Regions from separate parts of the Mus musculus genome. Here regions 1 and 3 are each linked to region 2. Evidence: chromatin contacts called from public HiChIP or PLAC-seq and promoter capture Hi-C data. All regions are on one chromosome and are shown on one strand. The core of a region is the stretch at or near the end of the contact, and the rest is flanking DNA. Distances in the headings are between cores, read along the strand shown.

Evidence for each region. Promoter capture Hi-C pulls out the DNA fragments that hold promoters and counts their contacts. HiChIP or PLAC-seq counts read pairs in DNA pulled down with a chosen protein or histone mark.
Region 1: a contact with region 2 is called in an H3K27ac HiChIP or PLAC-seq map of double positive thymocytes, with 5 times the contacts expected there. The contact joins the promoter of Kyat1 here to the promoter of Prrx2 in region 2. A contact is called at or near these places in 1 of 115 datasets of contacts at active chromatin or transcription factors (double positive thymocytes) and 3 of 9 other capture datasets (adipose tissue, embryonic stem cells and liver).
Region 3: a contact with region 2 is called in a promoter capture Hi-C map of neural stem cells. The contact joins the promoter of Zdhhc12 here to the promoter of Prrx2 in region 2. A contact is called at or near these places in 1 of 39 promoter capture datasets (neural stem cells) and 1 of 115 datasets of contacts at active chromatin or transcription factors (microglia).

Annotation. Positions count from the first base shown.
Region 1 is chr2:30,204,335-30,207,565 of GRCm38.p6, reverse strand. Kyat1 (kynurenine aminotransferase 1) reads left to right here and starts at 1,719. Exons shown (of 13, transcript NM_001356474.1): 1 at 1,719-1,933. It overlaps Gm31201 (a long non-coding RNA gene), which reads right to left and starts at 1,717. Exons shown (of 2, transcript XR_374214.4): 1 at 1,575-1,717.
Region 2 is chr2:30,843,576-30,846,956 of GRCm38.p6, reverse strand. Prrx2 (paired related homeobox 2) reads right to left here and starts at 1,590. Exons shown (of 4, transcript NM_009116.2): 1 at 1,276-1,590. The coding sequence starts at 1,522.
Region 3 is chr2:30,091,999-30,095,100 of GRCm38.p6, reverse strand. It overlaps Zdhhc12 (zinc finger, DHHC domain containing 12), which reads left to right and starts at 1,466. Exons shown (of 5, transcript NM_001037762.1): 1 at 1,466-1,612; 2 at 2,560-2,696; 3 at 3,036-3,102. The coding sequence starts at 1,513.

The DNA of each region.
Region 1 (3,231 bases), core at 470-2,969, 640 kb after region 2:
AATGGGTCTAAGAGGGATCTAGAACATGTCACACCTGGGGGTGGGGTCAATTTGTGCCAGGAGGTCAATACAAGAACACAGAAGCCAACACGGGTGTCTAGCAGTAAAGCACCTAGAGCCAGAAAGGTGCAGACGCTGTCCAGGCCACCTCTGCACTGTCTCCTCAGCCGGGATCCAGACACCTGGCTGAAACTGAGCCACTACTTGTTCATGGTTAAAGAGCCAGAACTGAGGCTGCAGGCTCGCCTGCTCCTCCAGGATCCCACTTCCGGAAGTGTACCTCAGGCAACATCGTCCATGTGGGTACCTTCTCCTCTGGACTACCATGGGGCTGTCCTAACAATGCTCAACCCTCAGCTTCTATTCCTGATGTCTGTCTCCTCTCAGACTGCAGTGCTGAGGAGGCCAAGGACACATTTCCCAACATAAGTCCCAGTCCAAGGCCAACCATAAAGACAGGGCAGGTGAAAGAGCCCAGGGATGGCAAAGAGGTTAGTATATGTATCCCACCTAGGTTCCTCTGCGGTCCCCCCACAAAACCTGCAATCATTTTTGCTTCCTCCCTTGAAGCTCCTTCAAGCAGCAAGTCAAAAACCCAGCCACCTGCCCGGATTCCTGATTCACAGGGCAATCCCAGAAGCCCCCACTCTCTACAAAGGCCACTGAAGTGTAACGAAACTGCTCTGTAGCAGGTGTCCTCAGCAGACGAAAACCACTGGGGAGGTGGTGGGTCACAAACGTCTCTTGGTCTCCTGCCTTGTCCTCTACAGACCCTGGGAGACAAGAAGGTCCAGAGTCAACACCCAAAACCCAAACAAGCTATGGAACTGGGAAAGCAGGGAGTCAAGCCACCCCAGTATCTCCTCACAACACTAGCCTCCAGTCCCTGCTTCCCCTGGACTGCCACAGGGGAACCTAACCTTCACCAACTGTGTGGCCAGGTCACTTCCACTGTCCCAAGCCTCGGAACATACTCTTATCCTCCTTATCCTCCGTCCCCAGCACAAGAAGCAGACCTCCTGCCCTTCCTCCTGCGCTGTCTGCTAGTCTGTGTGCTCCAGAGAGCAGAACAGTCAGCAGGGGTTGAAGGTTTTGCTGCCACCTTTCCAAGGCAGAAGGTCTTTGAAACTTTCAGGTCCTCCATTCTTTCCTTCTCAATTTAGCTTCCAATTTCATTGTCCCCTGGCTTCCCAAGCTGTGTTCCTTCAGCCTGGACGCGTCATTGCTGACCTCCAGCTCTTCCAACCTCACCTCCCTAGATCTGTCACTCCTGCCCAATGCATACATGCGACGGGCTAAACCAATAGGAGAATCGGTCTTTTCCAGCCTGAGATTCCAAAGACCAGGGAATAGTCCCGCAGATCAGAAAGAGGGAGGGGTTCAAGGAAAGAGTTCGGCACCAAGTACTAGGGGAGCCCGGGTGGAACCTCTGGGAAGGTGCACGTGCGCGGAGGGGCGTGGATCTGCAGGGACCGCGGCGGAAACTCGGGTGAGAGGTGCGAGCGGAGGTCGGGCCCGCGTCATTGGATTCAGGGAGGTGACAGCGCGTCCCTTTCCATACTCGACCCACTCACCAAGGCCCGCTGTTCTCGGCCGCCACGCAGGCAGCCCTAGTCCTGGGTCTGGCTACCCACAGCCAGTCGCGCCGTGGGTCTTTGGCTCCTTGTTTTGTTTGTACCGCTTCTTAGGTCTCCGCCCCGGAAGTGATGTCACCGAGCGCAAATGCTTGGGGATCCTAGGCTGTCGCCCAGTCTTTAAAGGGCACACAGAGCTTCGCACTGCTTCTGACAGTTCTCTTGAGCTAAGCTGCATCTGGGCGGAAGTAGCCCATCTAGGGCTCGGCCTCTTTAAAGGAACAGACTTCTGCAACCTTGGGAATACGTTTGGGGTCGCGGGTTATTGGACAGAGCAGCGCTATTGTTTGCTGAAGCAGGTCAGTTCCTGGTTGCCGTGCGGGGTTTCATCTAGATCGTGTGTTGAAGTTAGCTAAGGTTTGCGAGTGCTGTAGCTCTTTGATCCATGTGCTCCTGTTTGTATGTGATGTGTAGCTTCTCTGAAAGAAGGATCTATCCCCTGAGAAAAACTTGCACACGCGGTCTTGGCAGCTCTACACTCAGTCACAGAACCAGTTAGACTAGTTCTCTCTGCACCCACGTCCACTCTCCCAAGGTAGTCCTGGCCAAGAAGATGCAGACTGCGCTAACGGAGAATTGCCTGCAGAGCTAGCGCCAATAGTCTCTGTGGGTCCTTCTGGGTTCTGTCGGTTCCCGGGCTGCACGGCAATTGGATTCATGTACTAATGTGGGACAACTTCCAAGATAACTTAGGTTAAAATAATAATAATAATAATAATAATAATAATAATATTTTTTAAGTTAATGGGACAGAAAGAATAGCCTTCAGTCCTACTGAAGCCTGCTATGGTCAGATGTGCAAAACCCATGTTCTACCAGGCATATCACAGACATGCCACATGACCTGCAGGAAAAATGGGGCTGAAAGAGGCTGAAAGAGAGGGTGAACGAAAGAGAACAGGGCTGTCCCGCGTAGGTGGACTCCAAGGCTTACAGTCCTCCATAGACCTGGAGTATCATCTATGAACAAATGTGACCACAATGGTAGACACCAGGTGGCCCCGCTGGTGGGTTCACCGTTTTATACACACCAGTTCTGTTTACCAATGGGTGAGGCACAGAGTTTGGAAAAGGATTCCCACAGATGTTCACTCCCCTCCCACCCGCAGGAGGGTTTGAAGACACCAGGTCTCTCCCTCTGCTTCCTGGGAGCCTTAGCACTAATTTTTGGATCTCCTGTGTAGTCGACCTAGTAGGGAGCTCAGGGTCTCACAGCCAACAGGACACTGTTTCCACCCTATGTTTCTGTGAGAGCAACAGACAACCTGGCAGTCAGTTCCTGTGCTGAAAACTTTTTTTTTTAAGATTTATTTATTATTATATCTAAGTACACTGTAGCTGTCTTCAGAAGAAGGCATCAGATTGCATTACAGATGGTTGTGAGCCACCATATGGTTGCTGGGATTTGAATTCACGACCTTTGGAAGAGCAGTCAGTGCTCTTAACCGCTGAGCCATCTCTCCAGCCCTGAAAACTTTTTTTTTTAAGATTTATTTTATTTATTTTATGTAGCTGTACAGATGGTTGTGAATCTTCTTGTGGTTGTTGGAATTGAATTTAGGACCTCTGCTCGCTCCAGCCCAAAGATTTATTTATT
Region 2 (3,381 bases), core at 341-2,840:
CAAATGGTGGGAAGTGGACACCAGCACAGAAGGCAGGGGCCTCTCGGGGCTGAGTGACATGCCTGCCTGGCAGCAGCAGGGGGTTATCAGAAGGTGCTCCGTGGATGTTTCAGGACACATGTGCTCACAGCCTGGCTTTGAGACAGTGTCACTGTCATCACTGGCACCTGAGAGCAGAGGCTCCCAGCTTGCTTGAGCATCCCTCTAACCATGATCTTCCACAGGAAGTGGAGTCCTTAGGGTGGGTGGGAAGGTGTGGGGGGCGGATACCAACCCCTGTTCTGTCAGCTCCCCACACAAACTCCCTCTTCTTTGAAAAGCTGAGCTGAGGACTTTATAATCCTGTGTGACTTTGTGTGTGTGTGTGTGTGTGTGTGTGTGTGTGTGTGTGTGTGCGCGCGCGCGCGTGGTGGTATTGGGTGGACTGGTTGTTTTTAAAGCCCCTTCCAGATGACCTTTAACCTCTGCTGGGGAAATAGGCCTAGCTAGCTGTCCTGAGAGATCCTCCACCCCAAACTGGTGGGCGTGGTTGTGCAGATATCTCCACCCCACAAACCCTCTGAAGACTTGTCTTAGTTTGAAGGTCCTAGACTAAGTTTGGCTTAGTGGCTCGGCCTCTCCACAGCCTCAGTTTCCCCCAGCAGCAAAGGCACCAGCTTCTGAGGGTAGGCTGGTATGGAGTGCAAGGGAAGCCAGCTTTCCCCAAGTCACACATCCTCAAGATTGTAAGTGGATCTGGTTCAAAGAGGGTCTCCCCTGAAGGAGGGACTTTTGAAACAACAGCAGGTCACCTCTCACCACACCACTGGACTGTGGTTTCTGTGATTGTGGCTCCCACTGTGAACAATCCAGTCCTCCAGTGCCCACAGCTGAGATCCTGCAGCTAGGGGGTTCCTTTAGCTGCTCTGGTCCACAGCCACAGTCTCGCAAACCCTGTGTCCCCACAGCCCAGGGATCCCACAGCCAGGGTTCAACAGTCCACTAGTCCTGCAGTCCATGGTCTCTGTAGCTGGGATCTTGGAGCTAGCTCTCTCTCTCTCTCTCTCTCTCTCTCTCTCTCTGTGTGTGTGTGTGTGTGTGTTGTCCCATTATCCGCCGATCCCACAGTCACAGTCGCACAAGCCAAAGACTCCACCAACTAAAAGTTCCAGAGCTAGTGGATCCTGCAGCCAGTGAACTCCTCAGCCCGAGTTACTTAAGGAAGGGATCCCTGGACCCGGAGTGCTGTAGTCCGAGTCCCGCCGCCCCTGCCCGGTTCCCACGCCGCACACTCACCGTCCTGCGGCGCCGCCTCGCTGCCGCTGCTGCCCCCGGACGGTTCGCGCGCCGCTCCCTCCCGCGCCTCGGCGGGCCCCGAAACGGGCCCCGCAGCCCTGCGCCCAGCAGCCGCCACCTCCTCCAGGTCCAGGAGGTGGCTCACCGAGAAGTTCTTGCGCGCCTGGGCGCAATCGCCGGGTGCGGGCGGGGGCCCCGGGCCGGGCGCTGGCGGGTCTAGGGCGAAGGCGGCGGCCGCGCTGTCCATGCCCTGGCCGCGCCTCTGCCGGCCGCCGCCGCCTCCCGCTGCTCACTGTGCCGGATCTCAAGTCAGTCGGTCGGGGACCCGAACTTTCTGCCCTCCCCTACGGGCGGACCGCTCACTAGCCAGCGGCCCGGGCCACACGCCCCTTGTCGGGGCGGACCTCGCCCCTGGCTCCCCTCCCCGCGTCCTGCGCCGTCCGGCGGGAGGCGGGGCCAGGCCGGGGTCCTCGGACTCCCAGAAGCAGTTTAGGGGGTGCCCAAATCCCGTGGGGAGGGGTCTTTAAATATCTCAACCAGAGTCTCTGGAGGTGATGGGTGGGGAATCCGCCTCTGTTTGTTGCATATTGGGGGTGGGGCACCCCAAGAAAGTTGACAGATCCTGTCCCCTCCAGTCCACTCCTTCTTAGACAGGGTCTCATATATTGCAGATTAGCCTCGAATTTGCTACGGAGCCAGGAGCGGCCTTGAACGCTTCCCAGATTGTCCCTCATTGTTCCCACACTGATGGAAAGAAGGAGAAGTTTTCGAGGACCACCCCGCTCCCTCCATGCCGAAAGGAAGGTTCGGGCATGGAGGCTGGGCCTTTTCTCTCATGTTGCAGTGGGTGACACTTATGCGCCTGTCCCCAGAATAGGTTCTCCTAAGGACCAACCAAGTAGGAAGGGGCGAGCTTCTGGGGTGCACAAGGAAGAGACTCAGCAAGGATCATAGATGAATGACAGCGGAGGGAAAGACAAACCAGGTCTATCTTTTATGTAACTTTTTCAAGAAAGACCAGAGAACCAGCGGGTGAGAAGAACGGAGACTCTTCAGGGCTCCAAATACCCCAAGTCTTACCCCAAAACTATTTTCACTCCCCTTGCTACTGCCAGAAAGACATGAAGTCATAGCACCAAAGAGAACACAAGGAGGTCTTCAGGGTGTCAGAGGCGGGCAGCAGGAAACCGTCTCGAGACCCACCCTGGAGACTCTGACCCACCCCGGGGTACCCTGAGTCTCTGCCAAGGACACAGGGATATTGCAAAGGGTCTGAGAAACGATCTAGCTCCTGTTCCCTTGCAGGACAGACCAGGAAAAGCTAAAGCTCATTTTAGTGCTCAGAGAACGACTGAAGTTGGCCTGTCCAAGCTCTTGTTTACTGCGCAAAGTGAGGTCCAGAGCCTATATACGTTGCATTAGGGTCTGGGGAGCGCTGTGGCCACAGTGGTATCCTTCATCTCATGTAGTCACCATTCAGAGCACGATGAGCAGAGATGTCCTACATCAATGCTCGGGCTCCAGCCTCCTGTGTTAATATCAAGACTGTGCTTGGACCTTGAGCAAGTATCTGAGACCCTAGTTTCCTTGATTGCCGAATAAATTATTGAGAGGAGTAAAGAAGTGGAGATGAGGGCAAGGGAGAAATGCTTGCTGTGTGAACACAATGTCACAAGTAAAGGCCAATCGCAGTGGCACCTGTAATCCCAGGGCTCCTACAGCAAGATGGGAGGCAGAAAGATGCGTTTATTGAGGACCAGAATGAGTCCCAGCATCCATGCTGGCCAGCTTACAATTACTTGTAATTCCAGTTCCAGGGGGATTCAACTTCACAGGTCAGAGCACTCACATGCACAAGGAGGGGCGGGGAGAGGGAGAGAGGGGGAGGGGGAGGGAAATATTAAAACATGACATAACTCTTATTTTTAAAAAGATTTGAGGCTGGAGAAATGGCTCAGTGGTTAAAAGCACTGACTGCTCTCCCAGAGGTCCTGAGTTCAATTCCCAGCAACCACATGGTGGCTCACAACCATCTGTAATGGGATCTGATGCCCTCTTCTGGTGTGTCTGAGGACAGCATCAGTGCACCCACATATATTAAATAAA
Region 3 (3,102 bases), core at 217-2,716, 750 kb after region 2:
TCACATCAGCTTGCACACACACACACTCCCTGACTCACAAATGGTTGTGTACTTTGTTTTGATCTTTTTGTTTTATTTTTCTATGGACAGCTGGCCTAGAACTCATTATGTGGACCAGGCTGCCCTTTGCCTGTCTCTACATCCCAAAGAATTGGATTAAAGGTGTGGGCAGGGGCTGGAGAGATGGCTCAGTGGTTAAGAGCACTGGCTGCTTTTCCAGAGGTCCTGAGTTCAATTCCCAGCAACCACATGGTGGCTCACAACCATTTGTAATGCAATCTGATGCCCTTAAGTGTATCTTAAGTGACAGTGTACTTACATAAAACAAATAAATAAATCTTTAACAACAACAAAAAGGTGTGGACAGCCCAACCCCTTCTTTGGGAACTAGCTTTTATGTCACACAATTAGTTGGCTTTAGTCCCCTCCCTCCACATGTATAGAGGATGGCCTTGAATTTTCTTGCCTCTATCACCAGTTTGTTGAGATTTCAGGCATGTACCACCATATCATATATACCATGCTGGGGCGATAACCCAGCCTTTAGTGCTTGCTAGACAGTCTACCAATTGTGTTAATCCCCAGCCTCTGTTTAATCTCATATGGAATAGTATGATTGGCCCTAACCGCCCCCCGTCCCCCCGTCCCCCAATACACACTCGCGCGGGTGCGTGCGCGCGCACACACGATGGACAACCAATCCTTCCATAACCACCCTGGCCATAGGAAGTCAGTTCTTCAGAAAAAGGGATGTCTATTTGACCAAAACAAATCCCAAGAGCATGCACACTGGGCTTTGGGCTAGAAGAGGGTCATCAGGTGGAAGTCAGCTGAATGGGGGAGGTTCAAGGAACACAAGGAGAGAAAGTCAGTCTGGTTGGGCCGTGGTGGTAGCAGGGGAGACAAATACCTGTCTAAGACGCGGGTACTATTACCAACCCCATTGAAGAGGCAGAAAGTAGCCTAAAGAAGCTCAGTAACTTGCCTCGAGAGTCATAGGCCGGACAATTATTTCTCTGACTCCAAGCTGGGCCATGCGTGTCCAGACTCCGCACCAGAACCCTCCTTTTTCCCATCATCCGTTTGCAAAATCAGAAAACGAATAAGAGGAAAGTGTGTCATCAAGGCGTGCCCTCCTGCAAGCCCGGCCCATCGCCCCTTGGGAGCAAGCTCCGCGTGGCCTCCGGGGATCAAAGATGGGCACGCATGCGCATGCGGGGGTGGGGTTGTCTTCGGAGGCTTCCGCCTCCCGGGTTTTGCAAAGTTACCTGGCCCACAGGAGGCGGAGTTAGGGAGTTGTAGGCTGTGCGCGCGCGGGCCCCGCCTTCAGCCTCCTCGGGCACCTGTTGGCCTGAGGGGCCGCCGGTGGCACCCAATAGACAGCCTCCCTGAGCCGCCCGTGCCCCGCCTCTAATGCAGAGCCACCAATCCCCGCGTTGCTGCAGCCCCGCTGCCCCGCGGCCCCACCTTCTGCGCGCTTCTTCCGGGTGGGCTCGGGCGGGGGCCAAGGCCATGGCTCTTTGGCCGCCGCTTAACTCTGGGATGCTGGTGCGGACTGGGCACACCGTGCTGACCTGGGGAATCACTCTGGTGCTCTTCCTGCACGACACCGGTGAGCCGGACACCGCGCCACCCCGAGCCCACCCGATCACGCGTGGGTATACCGGGGTCCCCCTAATCCTCAGACACATTGAAATCTCCATTTCTATCTCCCACCAGTTCCTCAAGCGTCTTTCTCCTATGTCGGTCCGGGGATCATCCTCTCTCCGCCTGATTCCCAAGTTGGACCCTAATTAATCCCAGTAATTTTCTGTCATCGATAGATGTCCATCCATCCAAAGACCACCAGAGCCCATCAGAGGACCAACTAGAGGCCCCATCTCTCCCATCCCTGGGCTCTACCTGTCCTTCCCAGAAATTGCCTCCCAACCCCTCCCTAAATAAGATTAAGAAATCCGCTAGACTTAAGGACTTGGCTTTCCGGTCCACTCCCCAAATCCTATGAGCCGACTAACTACCCCAAGGGACGCCACTATAGCGAGGAGCAGGTTTCCCACCTTCGCCTGGTAGCATCTCCTTTCCCCATCATTCCCTTCACCCCCTTCCTGCCCCCTCCTAGGTTTCCCTTCCAGAAGGAACAGAGCCCACCAGAGGCTTCCTCTGTAGCCCTCCTCCATCGCTTTTGCCCTTTGTCCTCAGGCTTCCACACCAGGAGTCAGCCACCTTCAAAACCTCCTTGGCTCTCTTTCACCCAAGGGTACCAGAGTTGCCTACGCTCAGCTGTCTGGTGTCACCACGTCCATCACTTCTTAGCCCTCCCTCCTCTCCATAATCCTCCTTCACTGCCATGGGCTTAAACAGGCTGGCTGGCACCTTCCTAGCTGGAGCTCCTGGCTGGCTCCACCCTCTTCCAGGGCTGACTCTTCCCCTGGGGAGCCCCCTTCCTCCTGCCTCCCTCAGGTCTAGCCTCCATATCACCTCCAGCTACTTTCTTTCTACCCCCACCGCCTCCTGCCCTTCCCTTTTGCTATGGTTCTCACTGTCCTCTGGCCTCCCCAGAGCTACGCCAATGGGAAGAGCAAGGGGAGCTGCTCCTGCCCCTCACATTCCTGCTCCTGGTGCTAAGCTCCCTGCTGCTTTATCTGGCTGTGTCACTCATGGACCCCGGCTATGTGACTACTCAGCCCCAGCCTCAGGTAAGCAAGCAGGGACCTCGAAGGCCAACAGGGGAGTGAGACCTCAATGCTGAGCCCTGAGCTGCACTCAGTGTGGGGGCATCTTGATGAAGCCTCTTGCCTACCCCTGTGTTTTTGCTCCTACAATGATGACATCACCCAAGACCCATGTGGGGACAACTGTCTTACAAAGGTCACCAGACGTCTAGTATGCTGCCATGTGCATGCGTCCCCTCTACATGAGATGGGCCCCAAGTCCTGCACAATGGGGACCGGTGGCACCTAGAGAGATGGCCCCAGCATCGTCTGCCTCCCAAGGTAGGAGAACCCCCAATCTCATAATCTTTGTTTCGTTTTCAGGGCGAGCCCAAGGAGGAACAGGCAGCCATGGTTCCTCAGGCCGTCCCACTCCGGCGCTGCAGACACT